Linked DNA regions of Mus musculus: region 1 is linked to region 2. The links are chromatin contacts, called in public Hi-C maps. All regions are on one chromosome and are shown on one strand. Each heading gives the region's core, a stretch centred on a gene start, on an enhancer-like site or on the middle of the called end of the contact. The rest is flanking DNA. Distances are from core to core; before and after follow the strand shown. Region 1 overlaps Gm38407 (predicted gene, 38407). Region 2 has its middle 67 kb from the start of Gm46323.

Region 1 (6,099 bases), core at 2,588-5,087, 1.1 Mb after region 2:
AAATGTTCAACATCCTTAGTCATCAGGAAAATGCAAATCAAAACAACCCTGAGATTTCACTTCTCACAAGTCAGAATAGCTAAGATCAAAAACTCAGGTGACAGCAGATGCTGGCAAGGATGTGGAGAAAGAGGAACACTCCTCCATTGTTGGTGGGATTGAAAGCTGGTACAACCACTCTGGAAATCAGTATGGGGTTCCTCAGAAAATTGGACATAGTATTACCTGAGGACCCAGCTATACCACTCCTAGGTATATACCAAAAAGATTCTCCAACATATAGAAAGGACACATGCTACACTATGTTCATAGAAGCCTTATTTATAATAGTCAGAAGCTGGAAAGAACCCAGATGTCCTTCAACAGAGGAATGGATACAGAAAATATGGTACATTTACACAATGGAGTACTACTCAGCTATTAAAAAGGATGAACTCATGAAATTCTTAGGCAAGTGGATGGACCTAGAAAATATCATCCTGATGGACCTAGAAAATATCATCCTGAGGTAACACAAAAGAACACACATGGTATGCACTCACTGATGAGTGGATATTAGCCCCGAAGCTTGGAATACCTAAGATACACTTCACAGACCACATGAAGCTCAAGAAGAAGGAAGACCAAAGTGTAAGTTCTTTGATCATTCTTATAAAGGGGAACAAAATACACACAGGAGTAAATATGGAGACCAAGTGCCAGAGCAGAAACTGCCATCCACTTGGCAATCCATCCCAGATAATGGTCACTAGATTCTAACACTATTGTGGATGCTAAGAAATGCTTGCCAAAAGGAGCCAGAGGTAGCTGTCTCCTGAGAGGCCCTGCCAGATCCTTACAAATACAGAGTTGGATGTTGGCAGCCAACATTGCACTGAATGTGGAGACCTCAATGAAAGAGTTAGAGAAAGGACTTAAGGAACTGAAGGGGTTTGTAACTCCATAGGAAGAACAACAATATCAACCAACCAGAACCCCAGAGCTCCCAGGGAGTAAGCTACCAACCAAGGAGTACATATGGCTCCAGCTGCATATGTAGCAGAGGATGGTCTTATCAGGCATCAATGGGAGGAGAGGTCCTTGGTCCTATGAAGACTTGATAGATGCCCCAGTGTAGGGGAATGTGGGAAGGCAGGGAGGTAAGAGTGGGTAGGTGGGTGGAGGAATACCTTCATAGAAGCAGGGAGAAGGGGAATGGGAAGGAGGTTTCCAGGAGGGGGAAACAGGGTAAGAGTATAACACTTGAAAAGTAAATAAATTTAAAATAATTTTAAACTAAATTAAATAAAAGATTTTTAGGTGATTTGTATGCATGCAACACTCTGTAAGTATTGCTTTAAAGTACAATGCTCTCAAGAGAAGACCACAAATTTAACACCTTAGAACAATGAATGAAAATATAGAAGACATGAGCTTTGAATTTAGGAAAAAATTTTGTTCAATTTTGGCTACATGTTTTAGAATGAGTTACTTAGCAACTTTACTATATGTTAAAATTAATCAATTTCTGAAATATACCAAGTGCCTAATTCATTATTTCCACATGATCCTGGAGAAACTAAGTCAATGAGGTCTTGGATAACATGGTATATACAATATTTAATGATTAATAACTAATAGAAATTATAATGAACAAGTATTTGGTGTGTTAAGCTAAGATTATAGAGTTAATTTGTCATGGCACCATAACCAGCCTATGGTATAAAATGTGGTAGCAAAATTTGGTGTCATTCCCCAAAAGACACACAAGTATCATTTGTTCACATGTGAAAAACTGTTTGAGAGAGGTTCCTGACAATGCCAAGGTTGGAGGTAAGGAAGGAGTCACTGATAAAACAACCACTCAGAGAGGAGAAAAAGACTATGGATTTAATGAAATTCTGGTTCTAAGACTCAGTGTGAGGCATGAAGGTGTTGACAGTTTCCACACTTGGCAAAGTGCTATGTGAAAGCATTAAGCTTAGGAAAGAACCAACTGGTTTAAGTGCAGAAATAGTGGGGCAGTGTCTCAGAAAGCAATGGAGTACCCAAACATGACGTATAAAAATGAAGACTCACTCAGACAACAGATCCAGAGGCCAAACAAAATAAACACTAAGGACCTCCCCTAAGAGAGTAGAGTCAGGATCTAATCAAGGAAGAATCTCTTTTACCAAAAACATCCCAGGTGGATTATAGTCATATCTTCTCATCGTCTAATGAGTATCCTCACTTTTGCTCCAGTACAACGGTATTGATAACAATTATTGCCCTATCTGATTGCTACACCACACAGGAATTCTTGAAAGAAACATTCTTCAAACCTGGTGAAGAAAGTGACATGCATGTGTGATATTTCAGATGGTAGCCTTCATGAGATAAAGAGTAAGACGATATGCCAGAGGGTAAGTCTGTTTTGAGTGGGGAAAAAAAAATGAAGCAATCATTTGCAGACCAGAAGGAAGGACTTTGTCAGCGCTCTCAGTTTCGCAAAAATTTGATTGCTTTTCCCTTGCAAGTGCAAGGGGAATTGCATCTGTCTTCTTGAAATGGGAGAGCCATCTGATTATAAATATGAGAACAAACAACAAGTGTTGTCTTTTTAATTATTTTTTTAGAACAATGAAAAGCTGAGGTGAAATTATCTCGTCTCTCTTCATTTCTTTTTGGCCACAAAGATCAAAGGACAGAAATTGCATTTGTCTGGGTCCTGGCCACGGCTAGGGGATCCTCTCATTTGTGTTGAATATGCCATATGAAAATTAAATTGCACCTTTTTAATTCAAGTCTCATATTAATGACTAGTTTGCTATTATGGCTTAGTTCAAAACTGTTTTCATAAACGGGATAACCAGGCCTCGGGATTTTACAAAATATGATTATTTATCCTGCTCAGACTAAACAGTCAAAGTTCCTAATGAGTTAAAACTCTTCTTGTACAATCTCTGCATTTTTTTACAAGTTTCTTGAGGCTCCACCAATAACAGGGATTGTCATCATGAAGGATGGCCCATCCTTCCCTGCCATTTTCAGTTTAACAAATCCAATCTGTCGGGCTAATTTTAAATCAGGAGATGCTACAAGATGAGTCATGGCTTTGTAATTGGGAAATATAACCAGGATTTGCCAAAGCCAAGGAAACCGGGCTGACAGAAACATAATTCTTTGGCGGCAACAAAGCAAATACCAGTCTGGTCAGAGTAGACAACAAAGAATACAGTATCCCTACTCCCTAGCAACACAAACAACATGGAGGGTGTTGGGGGGGGGGGTCGCAGATCACAGGATCTCAGAACAGGAGCTGGACCTGATCTCAGAATGGGTGTCGTGGCATTTGCAACGAAGGGAAGGCTTTAAAACTATAGGAGCCTGATACAGCTCCATTGGCCCATTTGTTTGTACAACCACTTAGCACAATTTTATTACAAAGAATGTTTTTAGCATGAACATCAACTGTTGGGAAAACATGGTGTAAAGCAGTAAAGATTTATTTCTCTGACCACTGGATTAATTTGCAACCAAAATAAAGAACTTCAGGCAACGGACTTCCCAATTATTTACTCAAAACCGTAAGTTTCTCCAAATCCACTTTCAAAATGTACACAGCTTAGAAATTCTGAAAGTGAATCCACGATTCTATTGAAGGAAAACTGGGGTGGGGGTAGGGGTGGGGAACGTAATCGGCTCTATTCATTTTAAATGTTTTAGCAAAGGCTGGGACTTGCCTGACCCAGTTACCATGTAGCTGGCAGTAGTCCCAACGAAATTGTGGTGCCTTTACCCACAGAGCCTGGGTTTCACGGCCACAGTTTATGAGTAAGCTGGAGAGTGGAGTTCGCTCTATCTACGTCAGTGGATTACTAGAGACATGGGGCAGCTGCAAGCCTGTTCCCCGTGGGTTTGTACCACATAGTGGCCCATCCCTTCTTAGTCTGGGACCTCATCCTACAAAAACAGATTGCTTAGTGCAGTCACATGCTTGTCCGATGAAATCATTCCTGCTTTCTTCTGCAGGTTCTCAATAGCCCTTCACAGATCAGACTCACGGAACACCTGCCAGGGCTCTGTCTCTACTCTAGCTAATGCAGGAGGGCGTCAGCTTACTGCTCTGTGTAGCAACTGGAGAGAAAAATTGCGATTAGATGTACATGCAACCAGCAGTGACCACTAATCTAAAACAAGGTAACTCTGAGTGAGCTGCTAGTATAAGGCATGTTTCTGTGTCAACAGCCTGCTGTTGTATGTGTGGTTTCATATGCATGCAGCTTTTGCACATGGGAGTTCATTCCCCATTCTCCTGGGTATTAAAACCTCACCTGTCATTTATTGTCTCAAGTCAATGTCATGGCCTTCATGACAGTTTCCTTTAGCTATCTAGAGGGAGTTATCTGGTCTTCCGTCTGAATTTTCTGTCTTGACTCACACGTATCTCTGCTTATCTTCACTAGAATGCAAGCTACTTTGGAGGCTAGGAACCTAGGACCATATCATTTTCTGATATGTTATTACTCAGAGAACTTTTAATGACTAGTCATTGATTTTAGTAAGATATGGAGGAAATAGTATTTTCATTAGGAAGATACTTGGAGACAGAAAGGGTTCAGTCTTTTGGATGACTTAGAATTTCAAGTCTGGAGAGCTAAGATGAAAGTCATTATAGTAGCAAGGGAGTTTCGAGGTAGAGTGGGGAACCTGTTCATTGAGATGGAATATGAATGGAAAGCCTGTGTATGAGCAAGAAGAGGAGAGTCTGGGATCTGAGTCTGGTGGGGACTTCAGAGAAATCCAAAGCAACAGAGACAAAGCAACCACCAAGTCTTTGACCTTTGAAAAATCAGAGGACTTGAGAGACTTAGTGTTCTGCAAGACCCAGTGTTCACTATCTGATTTATCAGTCTTCTTGACTCTGCAGCAAAACAGAATCCCTTTTCTCAACAGATTGTCAAGTTTTTGTTCACTGATAACCCATGTGAAAGTATTCTCTTGAAGTAACCAAGCTTATGAGTTTCTGACATGGAATCCTGGAATACAACATGTGGTCATCTCAGGGGCTATTGCCCTATCCTTTTCTCCAGGAGCTGTCCCCTCTCCTGCTGACACCCAAAGTGAGATTTATAGGTCATTACTCTGCTCTAACAGGTCACTGCCATCTGGTCCACTACCACACAATATCTTCCCATAGGCTCTACTCGTTCCTAGTTCACACTGTTTATTCAAGTAATTTAACCATTAAATATCTCAATTAGTCTTTTGTTGGATTAAGAAATGTCAGTAGAGTTCTTAAATGCTCAACTCATTCAATTCGAAGTTTTATGTATCCATAGAGTTTGGTTACCATGGCTATTTCAATATACAATAGAAAAGTAGATAAAAATTATGTGAATGATAGATAGTCATATAGATAGTATCTTAGTTTGACTTTTATTGCTGTGGTGAAACACTATGACCATAGCAACTCTTATAAAGGAAAACATTTAATTAAGCTGGGTTACACTTTCAGAGGTTAAGTCCACTATTGTCATGGCAGGAAGCATGACATAATCCTGGAGCAGGAGCTGAGAGTTCTACATCTTGTTCCACACACAAGAGAAGGAAACTGTGCCACAGTGGGTGTAACTTGAGCATAGGAGACCTCAAAGACCACAACCACAGTGACCACACTTCCTCCAACAAGGCTATACCTATTTCAACAAGACCACATCTCCTAATAGTGCTTTCTACTCCCTGTGGGCCATTCATTGAAACAGATGAATGAGTCTATGGGGGTCATATCTCTTCAAACAACCACAACAATAAATGTATAAATGAAAGATTCTTTTCCCTTTCTTCACCATTCTTTCCTTTGCCCTACATTGGCAATTTCAATTTATTGATTGCCAACCCTTTGTGAGGGTTAAAGGACCTTTACATGGGGGTTGCTTAAGACCATCAGAAAACACAGTGTTCACATTTTGATTCATAATAGTAGCAGAATTAAGTTACGACGTAGAAATGAAAATAATTTTATGATTGGGGGGTCACCACTACATGAAGATCTGTATTAAAGGGGTACAGCATTAGAAAAGTTGAGAACCACTGTCCTAGATGGTCTTGAAATCTGAGTCATGTCAAAAGAATATT
Region 2 (6,251 bases), core at 2,547-5,046:
TTTTTCAGGTGCTTCTCTGCCATTCGGTATTCCTCAGGTGAGAATTCTTTGTTCAGCTCTGAGCCCCATTTTTAATAGGGTTATTTGATTTTCTGGAGCCCACCTTCTTGAGTTCTTTATATATATTGGATATTAGTCCCCTATCTGATTTAGGATTGGTAAAGGTCCTTTTCCAATCTGTTGGTGGTCTTTTTGTCTTGTTGACGGTGTTTTTTGCCTTGCAGAAGCTTTGCAACTTTATGAGGTCCCATTTATCGATTCTCGATCTTACTGCCCAAGCCATTGTTGTTCTATTCAGGAACTTTTCTCCTGTACCCGTATCTTCGAGTCTTTTCCACACTTTCTCCTCTATAAGTTTCAGTGTCTCTGGTTTTATGTGGAGTTCCTTAATCCACTTAGATTTGACCTTAGTACAAGGAGATAGGAATGGATCAATTTGCATTCTTCTACATGCTAACCACCAGTTGTGCCAGTACCATTTGTTGAAAATGCTGTCTTTTTTTCCAGTGGATGGTTTTTGCTCCCTCGTCAAAGATCAAGTGACCATAGGTGTGTGGGTTCATTTCTAGGTCTTCAATTCTGTTCCATTGGTCTACTTGTCTGTCGCATGCAGTACCATGCAGTTTTTATCACAATTGCTCTGGTACAATTTAGGTCAAGCATGGTGATTCCACCAGAGGTTCTTTTATCCTTGAGAAGAGTTTTTGCTATCCTAGGTTTTTTGTTATTCCAGATGAATTTGCCGATTGTCCTTTCTAATTCGTTGAAGAATTGAGTTGGAATTTTGATGGGGATTGAATTGAATCTCTCCTTATTCTTAAACCTTAAATGTTACTAATTTGTCCCTCCAAAAAGCATCACATTAACTAAGGGATAAAAGCATAGCTCAGTGCTTAATGGGATTTGATGCTTTCATAGATGGTACAGGTTCAAATCACAGCACCTACATAGGTGCTACATAGCTCATGACTCCAGTACCAAGGATCTGATGTTCTCTTTTGACTTTTGCAGACACCAGGCATGTACATGTGGTGCATTTACATACATGCAGACCAGATACTTAGACACATAAAATAAATAAATCATTTAAAAATGCACATCAGCTTATTCCTCATGCATGTCTAATGCTGTTTCTACCCAAGTGAATTTGCTGTTCTCTAGTTAATTGCTGACATCTTTGCAAGACCATAACATTGTGGTTCAGGAAAACCATTATTGTACTTTGTGTGGTAGCAAAACTAAAACCAAGCCAATAAAAGTAACATTCAGCCTGCCATGAATGAATGAATGAATGAATGAATGAATGAATAAATTCTCATGATGTAGCCCACTATGCTCCTGTTGAAAATAATGTGGAAATTTTGTGCATTGTCGGATTTCTTAAAAATATACAAGAAGGAATTTTAACTGTGGGGATTAGAAGGTAATGAGGAGGGATATGAAAGCATATATTTCTCCTCCCATCTCCCTAGACTCATATACTATCTTCTGCCACTTTACTCCAGTCTTGGGATTTAGTTGTTTTTTACACACACCCTACTCCTGTCTCAGGACTACTGTGCATGTTTCCTCCTCTCAGTATGCATCACTAATTTCTAGACATTCTAGAAAAATTTCCAAAGTTCAACTCAAGCCTGCCTTATTCAGAGGGGCAGTGACATTTGTCATCATATCTGTGTAATTATTAGTTTAATGATTGTCAGATGCTGCAAGAGATGCTTCCAGACGGCTAGAGCCTTCTTTCTTCTTATTCTTATGATTGTGTCCCTGTGTCAAATGTAGTAATTTGTGTGTCCGGTGTGAATGGATTTGTTAATTCAACAAGGATTATGAGTGCCAGGTGTTGTGAAGCTGGAAAGTCAACTTCAAGAAATTGGTACTCTGCTGGAAGAGAGAGCAGATGATTTGAGAAGATGACTGAGCTAAGAGAAGGACCTTGGAGGGGATGACGGGGATCCAGGTAGGAGGCACCTGATAGCATCTGGGAGAGGGGTCAGGAAAGATCCAGGGTTCTGAAGAACTAGAATGATGCCAAGTGGAGAGAGGTTCAGTTCAGTGGAAGGGAAGGCCAGTGGATGGGGCATATGGAATGTAGCTGGTAGCATAGTGTAAATACAGGTAGAAATCATAGGACCATAAGTTTATAGTAGCCTCAGAGTGGAAGAGAAGAGGGCCGATGGGAAGGTGGCAACTCTGAAAACATCCCCTCCTTAAGGGCACACATTCTAGGAGATCTATAACATTCCCGAGACTCCCCATGCATCTTTCCCTTAGCCATATATGGAGTAGTGATCTAATGGTACCCATGTTCCTGCCTCCTGACCCCTTATACTAAAGCTGGAGGCATTCAATTCCCCCCGTGTTGTTTTAATAAAATTGCAAATCAGAAGTTGGTCTGTGGTGATATGAAAAGCACTCAGCAAACACGAAAGCAATCAAGTTAAGACAGTGGGTGACAGCTCAGAATTTCCTATGCATTAAAAGTTAATTTAAGGCTTCTATACAAACCTCCCCAAAGGTCCCCACAATAAATTCTCATCCTCTCGTCCACAGCCACTCCTACTTTGCTATCCAAAACTTTCCTGGACTTCAAAGTCTCCCTGAGCCCCAGAGGTGCTCTCTGGCCATTATCACAACAGCCAGTGTGGGAACAGGCAGATTTAGAGTCCCTGCTCTCCCATTTCACAACGAGACTGCCTGTCAACTTGGGTCACTGTCCCCTACATGAAGACACATTTTAAAAACACTCCAAGCCAATGACTTTGGACATTCTGGTCTCTTGTTAATATAGAGTAATAAATTTTTAAAGTCAGCAATGACAAATAACCCTTTGCAAGTTATTAATACTTTATGAAGCAGGCATCCAACTCTTGGTCTGGCTTTCCTTTGCTCCCCCTCCTGTTCTCTCTCTCTCTCTCTCTCTCTCTCTCTCTCTCTCTCTCTCTCTCTCTCCCTCTCTCTCTCTCTCTCCTGTCCTCTACTTATGCCGTCTTTTCTCAGACCCCACAGCTTTGCATTTTGTTCTGATGATTCAAATCTTGTTCCCAGTCAAGGTTTGCTCATTTACTTTGCTTTTGAACTTCCCAGTGAGAACTGGGAGTTGCAACCATTTTGATGCAACAGTTGTGGCTTTGCTTCAAGGATTTCTTTTATCATGGAGTCAGTTAAAACTTATTATTTAAAATTTTCTCTTTCTTTGGCCCAGTTTTCTTGTTTCTCTTTGAAACTTGTGTCTATAGATATTTCATACCACAACCTTTATTTAGTAGCTTCTGTCTCTTCTTTCTTTTCATTTCTCCTTCCTCTCTGGTGTCGATTTTTCTCCTTGGTAAACTTTTGAATTGTAGGGAGAAAACAAAACATTTCTGCCAATCTGTTGGAATCCCTACTCGACACCTATCACTAGAAATAGTCAGTGTGTCCAAGAAGGCTCTTCAGTGTAGCATGGCTTTTTAAAAACTCACACACACAATCCAAAACTCTTCACAGGAGCATCTACCAGTTTCCTGTGTAGAGAAGTAGTCAGTTGTATCACGTAACTAGTTTCCGCAGCTGACATGTTATTTACTCGTTGGCTGTCTTTTGTCTGAGTTCAGTGTAAGTGTAAGGTCTGTCTATGTAAGCTGCCTGTCTGCCAGTTTCCCCTTCTGAGACTTGCATCCTCCAGGGTCTAGCACTTGCTCTTTTAAGCAGGGCGTCACTAGCACTTTGCTCCAGTTTCTTATCTCTGTGTGTTTTACAGCCTTCCAGGAGAAAGGAGCCTGCTTGCTTTGACATCCCTGAAGGCAGGGCGGACAGGAGCTCCAAATGCCTAACAGATGTCTTGCTGAACCTCGGGATGATTCCATGACTGATTCGGAGCTCTAGGGAGGGTGACTTTTGCCAGGTTTCCTTTCACACTTGCAATGAGGAAATGGATGGAGCATCAGTGAAGAGGGCAGGACAATAACAATAAACAGATCCCGCTTAAAAGCGAGGCAGTAATAACAAAAACAATATCTGGTCTCCTTGACAGTCCTCTCCTTCCTGTGCCAGGTTGCAAATCACTTTCTGTTTCCTTCTCTCCTAGCTCACACACATGCAGAGAGATAAAGGAGCTGAAGATGTGACCAATGTGAATTATTGTCCTAGGAATTATTTGGATAAGAGACAGGTCTAAAGAAAGTCAGCGTCATCTCGGAGGAAGTTTTCAAGAGATGGGTGGGTGTGTTAGGCCTGGGATCTGCAAAGGAAGGACAATTTCATTTTTTATTCCATTCTAATCAAGAGCTCTTGCAGCTTTAAAATCACATCCTGATTGCAGTGGATGCCAAGGGCACATTTTCTGTGTTCAAAGCAGAGTCCATCACCTTTCCCTCCTCCTTCCCAACCTATAGACACTCATCTAATCCATTACCATGTACATTTCCTCTCTCTCTCTCTCTCTCTCTCTCTCTAAGCTTCCTTACTCTTGATATTTTTAGGCATCTTCCAAAGCTTGTTGTTAGGAAAATAAACAAAGTAGCTACCCCAACCATCCCATTTCTATTGAGAGTTGTATTAGGGATACAGAGAGCACTAGGAAATGGTGCTGTCTGCTACAAGAGGGAGGCAGTAGTACAAGCAGACACAGAGAAACGAGGTAAGTGGGGGTTCAAGGCTCTGTTGTTATGGATAAAATTAGAGAAACAAGGCTGGAGCTTATCTGCAAAGGTTTTTTAGAGGAAGAGTGCAATTGGAGCTGAACTTGCCAAAGATGGACATTAAAGTATGCAGTGTGAGAAAATGGGGCATTTAACAAAACAGTGAGGAATTCTTAGTCAAAGTATAGAGGCTCCAGGGGATGTATGCTTGAGGGAGTTAGTGGGAAGATATATATGTAGCATTTCTTGTTCTACAGGAGAGAGGGGCCTGATGATAGAGTTTTAACTAGGAGATAGTACAAGCAGGTCTCCACAATGTGTAAGGACTTGTGGAAAGGCAGGAGAACAAGGAGCCTGGTGGTCTCCAAAGGGAGACCCTGGCATAAGATCCTAGGAAGAACATGCTCAGCAAGAGTGTCAGATAGAATTGAGCAGGAGTGGGGAGCAAGTAGTTGTGATATAGTGACTGATGAAAAAAAAGCATATTAATGATGGGCCACTGACCTGCTAAACATGGAAACAAAGACCAAAAGACTGTCAGTGGTGGTCCAGGGCTTTACCAAATGAAATCCAATATGTTCTGTGTGATATGTGACACCACGAGGCTTTGGGTACATCAGGGCTGTAGAGGATAAAGCACATACTATACGAGGACTTTAATCTGTATTCCCAGCACCCAGGGAGACACTTAGCAGGTGCAGCTTTCTACCTCGAACCTCAGTGCTCAGGAGGAGGCAGGGGATGCCTAGCACAAGCTGGACTTTGTGAACATGGGGGGACCTGAGCTTGATGCTGGGTGTTTTCTTCCATCACCCACCACTTTATTTTTGGAGGTAAGGTCTCTTACTTGAATTTGTATGGGATATCATCAGAGATTTGTTTTTTGTCATTCACAGTCTTTCCTCCATTCTCACATACCGTATATGGAATATTTTACACAACTATTACGCAGTAAAGCTTTTTTTTTCAAGCCGAAGTTTTTCACTTCCTCTCAGTTTTTCTATTTTCTATTTTGAAGTAAAATGGAGAATTAGACTATTTAGGCAAACAATTTAAATGAAAGTATCTACTTTGGCTAGGATATAGGGCCACTGCTAAGTAAAATCTCATGACAATATTAACTTAAATAAGATTTACTAATTGAGTAAAGAAAAACACATATAAAAATTTATACCCCAAAATGTCATATCCATCAATAAATTGTGGTTGTGTTTGGCACATCTCAAAGAGACCAGCAGATTGTAAAGATATATTGATAAGATTCTATAAGCTTATATCCTGCTATTAATTTTTATTCCAATTTTTATTGGTTTTAATGGGAATTATGATTTTTAAAAGAAGAATATAACTCCATAAAACTTTTAAGTGAATTTGGTTTTAGGTTCTATCATGAGGAATGTGAGGTACAAGTGGAGAAAATTTCCCTTGGACATATTTATAGAACATATGTATTTATTTACTGAATAAAAAGACCATGGATATGAAACACAACATAGAGGCTTGCATCATTCCTCAATGTGATTACCATTTAGGGAATTTATGTGATAATTGTCTTTGATTGATGAGGAGTATATATATATTTTTAAATCTTGTTAAAGAATTGTTCTTTATCTACACAGTCCTTAACGA

What was found. Hi-C and Micro-C count contacts between places; a contact is called where the count stands out from the background.
Region 1: a contact with region 2 is called in a Hi-C map of uterus, with 5 times the contacts expected there. The contact joins two enhancer-like sites.

The regions. Positions count from the first base shown.
Region 1 is chr12:10,510,619-10,516,717 of GRCm38.p6, forward strand. It overlaps Gm38407 (predicted gene, 38407), which reads left to right. Exons shown (of 12, transcript NR_110487.1): 10 at 2,276-2,384; 11 at 3,994-4,161. Among named protein-coding and RNA genes, the nearest start is that of Gm38407, 67 kb to the left of the region's middle. Within about 2 kb of position 3,838, at least 49 of the 459 cell types and tissues checked have an H3K27ac peak or open chromatin away from gene starts, as enhancers often do. A contact at or near this core is called in uterus, where this site is marked.
Region 2 is chr12:9,435,140-9,441,390 of GRCm38.p6, forward strand. No RefSeq gene overlaps it. Among named protein-coding and RNA genes, the nearest start is that of Gm46323, 67 kb to the left of the region's middle. Within about 2 kb of position 3,797, at least 20 of the 459 cell types and tissues checked have an H3K27ac peak or open chromatin away from gene starts, as enhancers often do. A contact at or near this core is called in uterus, where this site is marked.